Regions from separate parts of the Danio rerio genome. Here region 2 is linked to region 1. Evidence: chromatin contacts called from public Micro-C data. All regions are on one chromosome and are shown on one strand. Each heading gives the region's core, a stretch centred on a gene start, on an enhancer-like site or on the middle of the called end of the contact. The rest is flanking DNA. Distances are from core to core; before and after follow the strand shown.

Evidence for each region. A called contact is a pair of places that touch in the nucleus more often than the background predicts.
Region 2: a Micro-C map of caudal fin shows a contact between it and region 1, with 2.9 times the contacts expected there. The contact joins the promoter of mef2aa here to the enhancer-like site in region 1. A contact is called at or near these places in 3 of 18 Hi-C or Micro-C datasets (caudal fin, hematopoietic stem cells and an unstated tissue).

The regions. Positions count from the first base shown.
Region 1 is chr18:24,474,922-24,481,828 of GRCz12tu, forward strand. No RefSeq gene overlaps it. Among named protein-coding and RNA genes, the nearest start is that of cbfb, 92 kb to the left of the region's middle. Within about 2 kb of position 5,395, at least 13 of the 62 cell types and tissues checked have an H3K27ac peak or open chromatin away from gene starts, as enhancers often do. A contact at or near this core is called in caudal fin, where this site is marked.
Region 2 is chr18:24,581,482-24,587,889 of GRCz12tu, forward strand. It overlaps mef2aa (myocyte enhancer factor 2aa), which reads left to right and starts at 4,504. Exons shown (of 10, transcript NM_131301.2): 1 at 4,504-4,671. It overlaps LOC103909137 (a long non-coding RNA gene), which reads right to left and starts at 628. Exons shown (of 2, transcript XR_012394313.1): 1 at 535-628.

The DNA.
Region 1 (6,907 bases), core at 4,145-6,644:
CTGTCCTTGGTTCTTTCTCTTCCTTTCTACGGAATGAATCATCCTCAGTTTTCTGTATAGTATATTCAGTGTAGCATATCAGCTATTCCAGTTTCCAACATTCAGTGATAAAACATGCCAAGATATATACATTTTAATAGCACTCATACCAAGGCTCGTAGAGAGTTGTGAGGTCACCAAGATCAGTTAAATGTTTCATGTTCAAAATAAAATGCAAAGTTTTGTAAATGAAAATGATTTAAAATCATGTCACTGAATAAATTAAGGTCACAGCAAAGTGAATGAACTTGTAATAGTGCAGATGCATCCTGTAGGCTCTGCCATGTGGCCAGATCTAGATTATTTCAATAGATTTCAATAGACAACTTATTCAAATTTATAGTTTACATTGATTCAGCACACAATGAATAACCCCCAAATAACTCAAAGCTACTCTTTATTTACCATTATTATAGAAGTATTCAATTTTACTTTACTGCAATGTGCTGTAAGGAAATGCAAAGAAGAAAATAGTGTTCAGGAACAGAATAACAAATTAAAAAGAGCTTTGGCCACAGATATGCGTGTGATACCAATGTCATGTTAAAAATCTATTCTTTTTTTAAACATGTTAAACATTCTTTTTTATGATGGATAAAAGAAATAGCAGTAAAATAAAAAAAATCTGGGCCGAAACAAAAAATTCTGGATGCCCTTGGCAGAAAACTAAAAATGAAACTGAACTGTTATTGGAACAGTTATTTTTTTATTTTATGAAATATTATAAAGTAGTCTTTTGTTTACATTTAACTCTATAATTTCATTATACTGGTTTAAAAAAAGCCAATAAATGTACACATTTTATAAATGTTATTAACAGTGAACAAGTCAAGAGGCATAATTTTACTAGCGTTGCCATGACAGCACAATACCTCTTTAGCAAGCAGCAGGAATACTTACACCACATAGACATGTCCCAACGGTGCATTAGGGCACGGTTTGTAATTTTCACCGCTAGAGGGCATGTATTCACAACAAACATATAAGTATTTTGATAATCTTGTGAGTGTGTAGCTGCAGTAGGCCATTTCCAGTTCTTTTTGATCATGGTTGTATTATTCATTCATTAATTTTCTTTTTGGCTTTGTCCCTTTATTAATCTGGGGCATATGTCCAGCATATGTTCCAAGCAGCGTGTGCCTTTCCAGCTGCAACCCATCACTAGGAAACATCAAAACACACTCATTCACTCACAAACACTACGGACAATTTAGCCTACCCAATTCACCTACACCACATATCTTTGGACTCAGGAAAACCGGAGCACCCGGAGGAAACCCAAGCCAACATGAGGAGAACATGCAAACTCCACACAGATCCGCCAACTGACCCAGTCGAGGCTCAAACCAGCGAACTTCTTGCTGTGAGGCGAATGTGCTACCCACTGCGCCAACGTGCAGCCCTGGTTGTATTTTATCATACTAAACACATTTTGAAGTTCTGTTATTATCTGCTCTGTGCAGTCAAATAAGACATACTAAAGACCTGTTAAACACATTAAAGCTTCTTTAATATTAGGTATTATTAAATATAGCATTTACAGTAATAAAAGGGTGTGTGACATCACTAGCGACACAGAAAGGTCCATGTCACTAGTTAAAATAACTTATTTCACTGGATATGAACATTTTCTATATATTTGGGATAATGTACACTCACTGGCCACTTTATTAAGAACATCTTACTTGTACCAGGTTGGGGCCTCTTTTGCTTTAGGACTGCCTTAATCCTTTATGGCATTGATTCAACAAGGTACTGGAAATATTCCTCAGAGATTTTGGTTCATATTGACATTATATAGCATAACGCAAATGCTTTCATGTTGTTGAAGCCAAATTCTGAAGTCAAATTCAATTGAGACTCACAGACCAGGGAATGTTTTTCCAATCTTCTATTGTCCAATTTTGAGTGAGTCGGTTCGAATTGTAGCCTCCTGTTGTTAGCTGACAGGAGAGGCACCCGGTGTAGTCTTCTGCTGCTGTAGGCCATCCGTCTCAAGGTTGGACCTGCTGTGCATTTTGAGATGCTTTTCTGCATTCCTCGATTATAACGACTGCTTTTTTGAGGTGCTGTTGCTGTTGCTATCTATTAGCTGAAACCAGTCTGGCCACTCTCCTGTGATCTCTGGCATCAACAAGGTATTTGCATCCACCGAACTGACACTCATTAGATATTCTCTTTTTTTGGACCATTCTCTTTAAACCCTAGAGATGGTTGTGCGTGAAAATCTAAGCCACTTTAATCAACTTACTTCCCTATTCTGATGCTCAGTTTGAACTACAGCAGATCGATCAAGATTGATCAAGAGATCATGTCTACGGGCTTAAATGCATTGAGTTGCTGCCATATGATTGGCTCATAAGAAATGTGCGCTAACGAGCAGTTAGACAGGTGTACCTAATAAAGTGGCCGGTGAGAGTAAGTACATCAAAGTATTCAACACTGTTCTAGCAGATTTTGGATTTTTTTTAATGAAAAAAATATTGTGTATTTATTTAAGCAGACTTTTTCTGGTTAGAGGTTCATGCATAGATACAGTATGCATACATATATGAGCGGAATATCGACAGAGCGGAATATTCAGATATTTTGATCTTTGAACATGGTGCGTTCAAGCTAGTTGGTTTTAAATTAGAAGCATAACCCTTGTACAACAAATCAGAAAATCAACAGAAACAAAAACTCTGGCCACAATGAGGGATCTGCTATTTCAGTATAAGTTTAGTGGTTAGCTTAACATTTACAAAATCATGCTAAAACATCATTCAATAAACATGAGTATAAGTTCTTATTGCATCATTCAATTATCAATTCTTATTTAAAAAATTTTAAAAAAGAGTATCAACATATCATGTTGCGCTTCTTTTTTATTTTAATATTTTTCCAGGTCGTCAAGTGTCAAACTCGGTCATTTCTGTAGTATGTTCAGAGTCTTGTCTTCATCGCCTCCAAAGACCTGAAACACAAGCATGTTTTACCTGTGGGGAGTGAGTGAATGTATGGGAAGTGAAGAGGTATTGATTTGCACTGAAGAGATTCGCCCACACAGACTGAGAGAGAGATACAGAGAGAGAGAGAGGGAAAAAAACAGATGAGCAGGAACTTGCATTCGGCTCTTTGGGAATTAAAGGGTCAGAGCCTCATTTGTCAACTGGACCCCAACTTACATAATGACCATGGACTGCATTCATTTGTCTGAATGGTAATGAGGTTCGCCGATGATGCTTGGCTACTTGTTGGCGTGTTGATGTGTTTATTTTAGTGTCAAAGTTCTTCAATCGCAGAATACATTTTTGCTTTCAATGAATGCCAAAAAATGCTGTACAATTTCAAAGACAAGGAGGGTGGACAATTAAACGAAATATATAATGGATTGTATGATTACATGCTGTGTTTTTGAAGAGTGTATACGCTTTATGAATTTTACACACTTGAGAATTTTGTTCAATATGCAGCAGAAGAGATTTATTTCACTACTTAGACAGGAGTAATGGTGTATATTAAATACAATATGGTTTAAATGAAATTGCACTGTAGAGTGGAATTTATTTCTCAAAGTATTAGTTGCAGTAGTAGGGGAGAGCGGGGACAAAAGTAACGTGGAACAAAAGTAACAAATTGATTTTTTCGAAGCCCTGACAACATTTGCTTTCCAGGCTATGACAGGACATTCAGCATGCAACCCTTGATGGAGCTGTCAAATATCACGTGATTTCAGGACATGTTCATTTTTAAGTGTAAATGCTAAATTATTGTAGCGGTTCTTACTTATTACAAGGTGTGTTTCTCTTTTCATGTCACACTAATGATCAACCTACAGGTTATTTAGTGCAATAACACATCCTTAAGTTTGCAATGTCTGAATTTAAAAGTAAGTTAGGTTTAAATGGCAGAGTTCCTATGGGGACGAAAGTAACAATTTTATTTTTGTTCCACTGCTCAGATCAGAAAGATCAGATCAGCCTCAGTCAGGTAATAAAATGTCATGCAAAATTAACTCAAAAGTAATTTAACGTAATGCAACACTTACCATAAAATTAACAAAACTAGTTACTCTTTTGGGGAGTAACTCAATAATGTAATGCATAACTTTTTTTTAAATGTAACTTTCCCCAACACTGGTAGTAGTAGTAGTACAGTAGTAGTAATACTACTACTACTACTACTACTACTACTACTACTACTACTACCACTAATAATAATAATAATAATAATCGAAAAATAGAAAGCTTAAAGCATTAATTACACAATGTTTCTTCCTTGTTTTCATTTTAGCAGGAAATATTCAGATTAAAAACAAACATCTTATTTACTTTTTCAAGCTGCAGTTTTATAAATGTAATTGCAACTGTAAAATGTTAAAATGTTTGTTTCAGGAATACTAAAAATAAAATTGACTATTAAAATGTAGTCCAGAATTTTTTGGTTGTCAAATAAACAATTATCAAACAAATCATTGTGAAAATAATGCTTTTAGGAAAAAATGAAACACACTGTATTGGTCTCCATGGTTTATTTATTATTTGATGTGTACTAAACTTTTTTTTTTTTTTGAGCCAGAAGTTAATGTGTAGTTTCTCTGAACATACAAATATTCTGTTAATTGACATTAATAATTACCAGAAGAGCAATAATCAACTATAATTATGTTTACAACATTACATTACAGCTTTACCCTCCAATCAATTCCTGCTACTTTTGTTTTGATTGTGCAAATTATGTATATTATATTTTAAATAGTTTTGTTGTGGTTTTGATTGATTTAATTGAGTTGTTAAAATGGATTATTTGACATAAAAGACAAAACTGATGCATTTAATTAGGTCATTCTAAAATGAAAAACCTGTACAGACCAAATTTTACCCATTATAAATGTTTGTAAAATCATTCAAGCGAGCATTTTTAGAAATAAAAGAGCTAAATTAGTTTTCCTAAATGCATTTAAACCCTCCTATCAAGCTATTTAAACTCAGTCTAGCACAAATTCTAGCTGTTTGTTTGGTTGTGATGACAGTCCTGTGACAAGGTGTTCATTAAAAAAGCAGGATATTTGTTTGTTTGTTCTGGTTGGTCTTTTGGCCAGGATATCTTGAGGCTCTGCTTGGCCTCGGTTCCTGCAGGGCTCTTGTTTCGGAGAGCTCTAAGTGGCTCTTGATGCTAGTGGCTGCGCTGGCAAGGCCCTCAGCAGACCCTCCTTATTCTGCTCTTGGCAGCCACCCATGGTTCTCGCTCACTGGCTTCCTAATTTAGTAACGGCGGGTAAAAATATGCGCTAACGAACAGGGTCTGGTATGTCAGGCTACCGTCCAAGAGGAGAGGGAGAGAGAAAGAGAGAGAGAGATCGAGAGAGGGTATCGAGGGAGGAGGGAGTTTGTGAGCAGGCGTTCCAGAAGATGGCAGTGCTCAGCAGAAGCACAACACTGGACACTATTGCACATCTGGCACTGTTAAACTACATTACTGTGAAAATATGATACAGTACTAGCTCACTGTCTGAGACTACATCAACAAAGTGATTTTAAGGGTCTGAAAATCCTAAAATTTCTAGGATTCAAATGTCACTGCATTTTTTTCTTGTTTCTAGGCTAAATATCTAAAAAAAATCTTAAATCAAGAAGCATTTTCTAGACAGGCAAAAAAAAAAAAAATACATTGTCTTGTTTTAAGAAATAACATGCCAAAATGAAGTGTTTTTCCTCAAAAGAAGCAAATTAATCTGCCAATGGAGGAAGCAAAAAAATTGTCACAAAAAAAATATATATATATAGATTTACACTTTCTTTTAATGGGTTATGTGTAAAGTGTAATTTTCTATTGTTCTGTAAACTATTGATGACATTTCTTCAAAATGACTAAATAATAATCATAATAATAATAATAATAATAATCATAATAATAATAATAATAATAAAATTAATTTAAAAGTAAAAAGTGTCCATCATTTATAACACAATGGAATTTAATACCATATACACTAGTCAAGCTGCCTTTGTCTTTATTTGCTTACTGGGGACTTCTGAATTGAGCTCGAACAGTTTGTTCATTAAAAAAAATTTGATTCATTTACAACATTTGATTGAAACATTTACTTTTTTTTTGTAGCCTAACAATAAAATAAACCAGTGAAAGGTTATGTTAAATTAGAAATGACAATGCGTATTAAAGGCATGAACTCCAGCCCTTCCTAAAATTCTTCCTCTTTTCAGATGGAATGGTGGGCCAAATCAAAGGTTATTAGGAGCCAACTTTGCCCCCCGGGCCCTAGTTTAAGCATCTCTGCTCTAAGTGAACAGTTTTGATCAAACCTGCAATATGGCGACCTTGATTTTCAATTAATTGTAATTTTTTTTAAAATGCTTTAAATTAGAATATTTTATTTGAAATTTGAAAAAAAAAAACTTGATAAGACATTTTCAGAATAATATATATATATATATATATATATATATATATATATATATATATATATATATATATATATGTATACACACACACACACACACACACACACACACACACACACACACACACACACATATATATATATATATATATATGTGTATGTGTGTGTGTGTGTGTGTGTGTGTGTGCGTGTGTGTGTGTGTGTGTGTGTGTGTGTGTGTATATTGTACTCATAACATATAATAACATAATATATTTTACTTAAACACATAGGTTGCGTCTAAAAGCTTTAAAATGCTGCCATCTGAGGCAGCAATCAAAGGCAGGCAGGCATTACAGAATCAAGGCACATCCAAAAACAAATTTTGGTTCATTTCCTGTCTCAGGAGGTACCTTCTTTTGATCAAATGTTTGAACGCAGCATAGATGTGTCCTTTGCTGCCTTCGATATCCCACAATCCTGTGC
Region 2 (6,408 bases), core at 3,254-5,753, 110 kb after region 1:
ATTTTTTTTAACTAATTGTTTTAATTAATGTACTATATCAATATGGAGATTATTGATCGTTATAACCTATTAATTCTCAGGAAGAATAAGCAAGGAAACTACTTGTTAGTTTTATCTTAACATTTTAATATTCTGTAAAAATATCAAATTGTATTCATGCTACAAACATGTTTACTATGAAATCTAAATTGCTGCCAGTTTTTACAGCGGTATAAATCAGAGATTGTTTTATATTTGTTTTATACATCAAGATTTGTGTACACTGTACAGGTACAATTTTTGAAGCTCAGTGTGCTTAAAACAAGTATGTAGCCTACCTGATTGTCCTGTCACAGTATTGTAACAAACCCAGTGGATAAGACATTTATGAAAGTGAAGACACTCACCGTTTACTAACAACAAAGTCCAAACATAACCACACACAAATAAAAGAAACTGAATCACTGATTCTTGTATAAACCTTTCTACGCAGTTTTGCATTGTTTTAACTGTTTTTTATGTAATTCCTTTGATGTCCTGCGTGTCGCTTTTTACCTGCTGTAAAGCGGTTGTAATACAAATTCTCTGTAAGTCCCAGCAAAACAACTCATGTTCAGCACCACACCTCTTCCACAGATCCTACAACTACACGTGACACAGCCACATGCAACGTAAAACGCAGTCAGCCTCTTTTCTCTGATTGGATGCTTACACGACGCCGCAGGATCCGATTGGAGGAGAAAGATGTCACTTCTAAAGCACTGACCCTATTGTTACTGTTGTTTTATAGAACTTACGTCAATCGTATCTAAGGTAGTGCCAGTCTTACGACCATAATAAATATTACAATTGCTCCGCACGTAACGGGCTTTTAGCAAACAGAGACTAATCGCTGCACTTGAGGATTTTACTCGGCAGTGACGCTTTTATTAACTTTTACACTTCCTCGTTGCTCTGACATGCATGTTTAAGTGACTATTCGAGTTGTTTGTTCGCTTTTTAAAACTGTTAAACACGGTGATGTCATGGTGTGGCGGTTAGTGAGCCGTTTCCTCTCGCTCTCTCCTGAAGTTTCGCACTCGCTTAATTTAGCCGCTTTTACTTATGACAAAAGACGGTGTCTGCTAGATTTCCTCCGTGCAGTTTTCATCACGGTTAAGTCGCAGTTCTCGAGTTTATCATATTTGTTTTTAAACTGTAGATGAGACACGAGTAGAGTAGGAGGTGGAGGATGAGGAGGCGGCGTTGTATGGCAAGCCCCTTTCACATTTCCCCCTTAAATCTAACTAGTTTCCGTTTTATGACTTTAAGTTTTAACAAAGTAATGCATTAGTGATAGTCTCAACAATAGTTGTTCTTTGCTGGTGACCACAATCCCAAAACAAACTGATATAGTTTTTCCATTAAACTCTGTGGAAATAGATCTGTGGTTTAGATATGTCTGGACAAGTAGCCTGTGTATTCAAATAGGTGTTTTTTACAGGTTCACGTCTGACTTGTATTGTATTAGGCTAGTGCTTATATCTGTATATGTGTAAACCCAAAAGATAGACCTTCAAGACTCAGTAGTAGCAGTTATATACATACATATATATATATACACGTTAGAGAGAGAGAGAGAGAGTAGTAATTATTTATCAGACACTAACTAACGAGTTCTGATAATTATTTGTCCAAAGTATAATTTTTAATGTACACATACAGTTCAGTTAAATTATACATTCACTTCATTTCTTTGATTCATTCTTCCCTCTACATGTTTTGAGCTACAAAAATATGTTTGTATCTGATTAAAATAGATTGTAATCACCTCATACAAGTGCTCAAAGTTGTGTCTACTATTTTTACATTCTTAGGAGTTTGTACTTGTTCTTATGTTTTGTTTTAGACTGAAACAATGGCTGATTCAGTGTTGACACCTTGTAAACTGAGTTCAAAAACTGTATTATTCCTCTTGTGTATGGTCTCTTAATTTGCATCTCTTGCGATGTATACTGAACTAAAACTGAAGTTTTAAGTAGACATTGCTCACAGTCAAACACAGCCATTTAAAGTATACTTTTTAAACAGGCCTTCAATGCATGTGCATTGCAACAACTTTCAGCACCTCTTCTGGCCTTCAAGGGTCTGTGTGCCATCTCTCACCACAAGTTATAACTCAAATACATATATTTGGATTATTTCATGCAAGAGTCATAAATTATAGTATTTTTTGAATCTCTTTGCAAAATCTGTGATTTACGTAGTAAAAAATTGTCACTGTAGCATGCAAGCATTCGATTATTGGCTGACATGGTGTTTCAGTAGCTAGTATTGTTGCCTAACGGCAAGAAGGTACCGAGTACAAGTCAGTTGTAACTAGATTAGATATGGTTGCGACCAGAAGTTAAACAAAATTATTTATATTATTTATTGAATTTCCCAATAATTGTATTTTATTAATGTCTACCTCCACCCAAATCCTAAACCCAGCCATGTATCCTTTTTAGACTTTATCGTCCAAGTCGTGGCTGGACCAGGAGGTTTTTCTGTCTGGAGTTTGCATGTTCTTCCTGATAAATTCCCAGTTCACGCTGCATGGTTTTAACTCTGAATTTTGCTATCAGAGAGAATCGCAGATGCCTGTGAAATATTTGCCATGCTAAACATATCAGGACCTGTTGGTGATTCAAAATCAAGCTGTGTAAATGTTTTCTGACTGAAAAACACATGAGCGATGACCATCAGCCAATGAGTGAACAGTATACAGGACAGCGGAGAGTTCGGGTACACGAACAAAAAAAGAAACATTTGCTTGATCAGTCGCAGAAGCATTACTTTGCTAAATTATTTATTGACCTTCAACTCTTTTCTTTTTTGTTTTTTGCTTAAAATGTTATTGTAAATCGGTATTTACATAGATTTGAATGGTCTATTTGCCTATTTAAATTTTTTATTTTTTTTGCAGGGTACCATTTACAATCTTGTACATGATCTTGAGGGATTTTATCACTTCACATGTACATTTGTTAGCCAGAGTTGTCTGCGATTATTTGTCACCATGCAGTATTCTCTTGTCACAGAACCATCAGTATGAACACAGCAGCACCTGAATGCTACCCTGGATAGTCATGCAGTATGAAAACAAAAGCAATCCGAGCAATATGAAAATCATGCTCTGTAAACTTGGTCTAAAAGGGACTAAGACTAAAGAAAAGAAAAGTGATTTATTTATAATGTGAGAGTATTTCAAAAATAGGTTCTAGTATGTCATAATTAGGCCCATAATTAGGATTTTTCTGCAGATTTTTTAGCCCATCGTTAATTTTGTTTATTTACTAGAGTAAATGATACTCCCAAAATAATTCTTCAGAAATCCGCTTATTTTTACCAAAATTCTCCGCAGAAATAGCAAAAAATGTCCGCAAATTCCGTCTGGCCCTATTCATAATGCAACAATAGAGCTGAAATACATTCTAGTCATTTGAATGCACTAGTAATTAAAGTAAACTGTAAGTTACTGAGACCTTTATTTCAGAATGTTGATACTGAAACAATACTTGATACTTCCACCTGAAACTAAATGTTGAGTAGGAGGTGTGGCTTGTAGCAAACTAATGGTAAGAGGGGTGTGGCCATTAAATTGAAAAGGACTGCCACTCCAAACTTGGAATCAGATGGTCAGACTTTCACTGAAGATTATCAAACAATTTTTGTTTAATGATTTAACTTGCACTGATTCATTGTTCACCTTAAAGGCTAATTTATACTTCTACTTCAATCTGCGTATGGTCCGGTGCAGCCTTCACAAAGTCACATAACCCTCGCTGTGGCCGACGCTGAAGCACACCTCTCAAAAAATGTAACTACACGTTGCAATGACTCTTAGCACAAGCTCTGTGATTGGTCGTTTTGGTAGCAATGATGAGCGTGGGCAGTGCTGAGAGCCGCAAGACCGATAGAGCTGTTTACAAGTGTGAAGTCCCGTGAAGGTGCTCCAGATGGAAATGTTTGTTTTGTGTTCACCTTATGATTAAAGTTGTTGCACGCTAGTTTGAGCCTCTAAATGAGCAAGTTTTAGCTTCTTCGTTCAGAAAAAAACAAAATACTCCTGAAAAAACTCAACACAGAGGAACATAAAAACTTACTGCCAGTTAACTTTTCGCAGATGTTATTGTAGAGCAACACAAACAGCACAATGAAGTATAAATGCACAGCTACGTGCAGGGCAGGCACCATGGGTCACGCCGATCACCCAACGCAGAAGTAGGCTATAAACCAGCAAAATGACTTACAATGTGCACCGGCAAACAAACATTGTAAATCTTAATTTTACACAGACTGTCAGTAGGGATATTTTAAAACCACTAGGAGGCTTATTTGTGACAACAGAGCAGTTACAAGTAAAACTTAAAAAAAAAACTGGTAATTTCAGATCTTATTAATTGTAACACACAAGTAACAGTGGCCTATATAACATATGTTAAAACGGCTTGCCGTATGAGGTTGACTCCGTCTAGTTATCGTCATTTAGAGGAGGAGCTTATGTTGTGACAAGAGCGACTGCTGCTTCTTCTGAGTTTGTCAGCTCAGCTCCCGAAAATAGAAGCCGTGTGTCAATGTGACTGAAAATACATTTATGTCACAGTGTATCCACGGGAGTCACTGATACACAGTATCTATATACAGCGAGGGGGACCACGGAGAAAAAAGGTGAGTCGCAAAAATAGTAACAATGTTACACAGCAGCGGACTCAGAGAGAGGGAGAGAGAAGAGAGGAGGGAGTCGTGGAGTGAGATTGGATGAGCGCAAATTAAACGCGTTACAATTCGTTTGGGAAGCTTAAACATGTTTGTCATGTGCGTGTCTCAATGGTCGGCAACAAGCTCGAAGTGTTTTGTCCCGAGTCGTGCCTTCAGACTGAAGGACAACACTGTTTATCGTGCTCGTAATTCTCTGTAGAAGAGCTCGTGCGTGGTTCAGTTCACTTTGACACTTGGCAAATGTTGCGCCGAGTCTCTCATCATTGTTTCCCGGGCGTTGTTAAATGTCTTTGGAGGAGCTATTGAAAAAAGACCGATAGCTTATAATGGCGCTAAAGTAAAGAAATTTTGTGTATACTTAACTTTGGAAACCGTTAAGCTTTCACTCAGGGATATTCAGGATTCATTGGCTGAAAGGGTCACCTGCAGAAGTTCACAACTTGAGAATAGAGCTAGTTTACCTTCAGAACTTATGCGATTGAATTTTTGTTGATTCTAATGTTTCATTGTGTTGCTTTTGAACATGTTGACAGTCTGGTTAAAGTAGCACGTTGTATATATGTAATTCATTCTAACTTTGATTTTTGGACAGCACAGTTGTTTAAAGCACCAAAACTAGTTCTGACAACTAGAAGTGGTAGCGCAATTTTCGTAGACGTCAGAGGATGCAATTTGTGATGAGTAAATGTTTTACATTTTAATACACATTAAACACGCACTGTTTGCAGGGTTGAAATGTAGGGCATTGCCTCCGTAACTAAAGCACGTCCGATCACTTTATCAATCTATCGTATATCTTTGTCTTTTATCTATTAAAACTAACTTTAAAGTAATTTCGGACATTTTTCTGTCTGATATGGAGATGGTGCTGGTCTGTTAAGAAGTTTTGTTTAGTTGACATAACAGCAATAAGTGTCACATTGGTGAACCGTCTCAGATTTATTGGAGTCACACTATATGTTAGTGAATAAACTGAGACAAGTGTAAATTGATCCCATCAATTATATTATAATAGCTTTTCAATTGTGATTTAATGCTATTTGTGGGGTCACGCGGTTCTGTTACAAACAAGTGAGAGGTCTAGATATTGTGTGGTACATCATTGTGACTCATCTGCAAGGCCATTAAACTACAGCAGTGTTATTCAATTAAAATTTTTAGTTCATTTTAATTTATTTGTAGTATTATTGGATTTGATTTAATTAGCATTAGGGTCATAAAATGCCCAGTTTTGACTTCTCTCTAAACAAACAAACAAACAAACAAACAAATGTAAGCTAAAGTTCTTATTCTGAATAGTTTGAAGCAAAACTGATTTGATGTTATTCTCAGCACCTTCATAAAGGCTTAATTCAAACCAGCTTTAATAGTTTAGTACAAACTATAGCAGGAAAAAATAAATTTAATTAACAAACAGTGCTTTAAATGCATTACCTTTGTGCCACAATCGTTTCACTGTAAATCCTTTTTTTTTTTTGTTGTGCTGTGTGTTCTTTCTGCAAGAGCTGCTGACTTGGACATGCACAGTGAGGGAACAACCTAATCATCCACATGCAGAGAGTGTAGTACTTGTGCTTGTAAGATTACACATGCCTCTGTTAATGGCTCTGTAGCCCGCCATTTAGTTATCAGCAAAGTGCCTTAGGCTTTCCTTAAACGCTACATTACAAGATGTCATTTTGACCT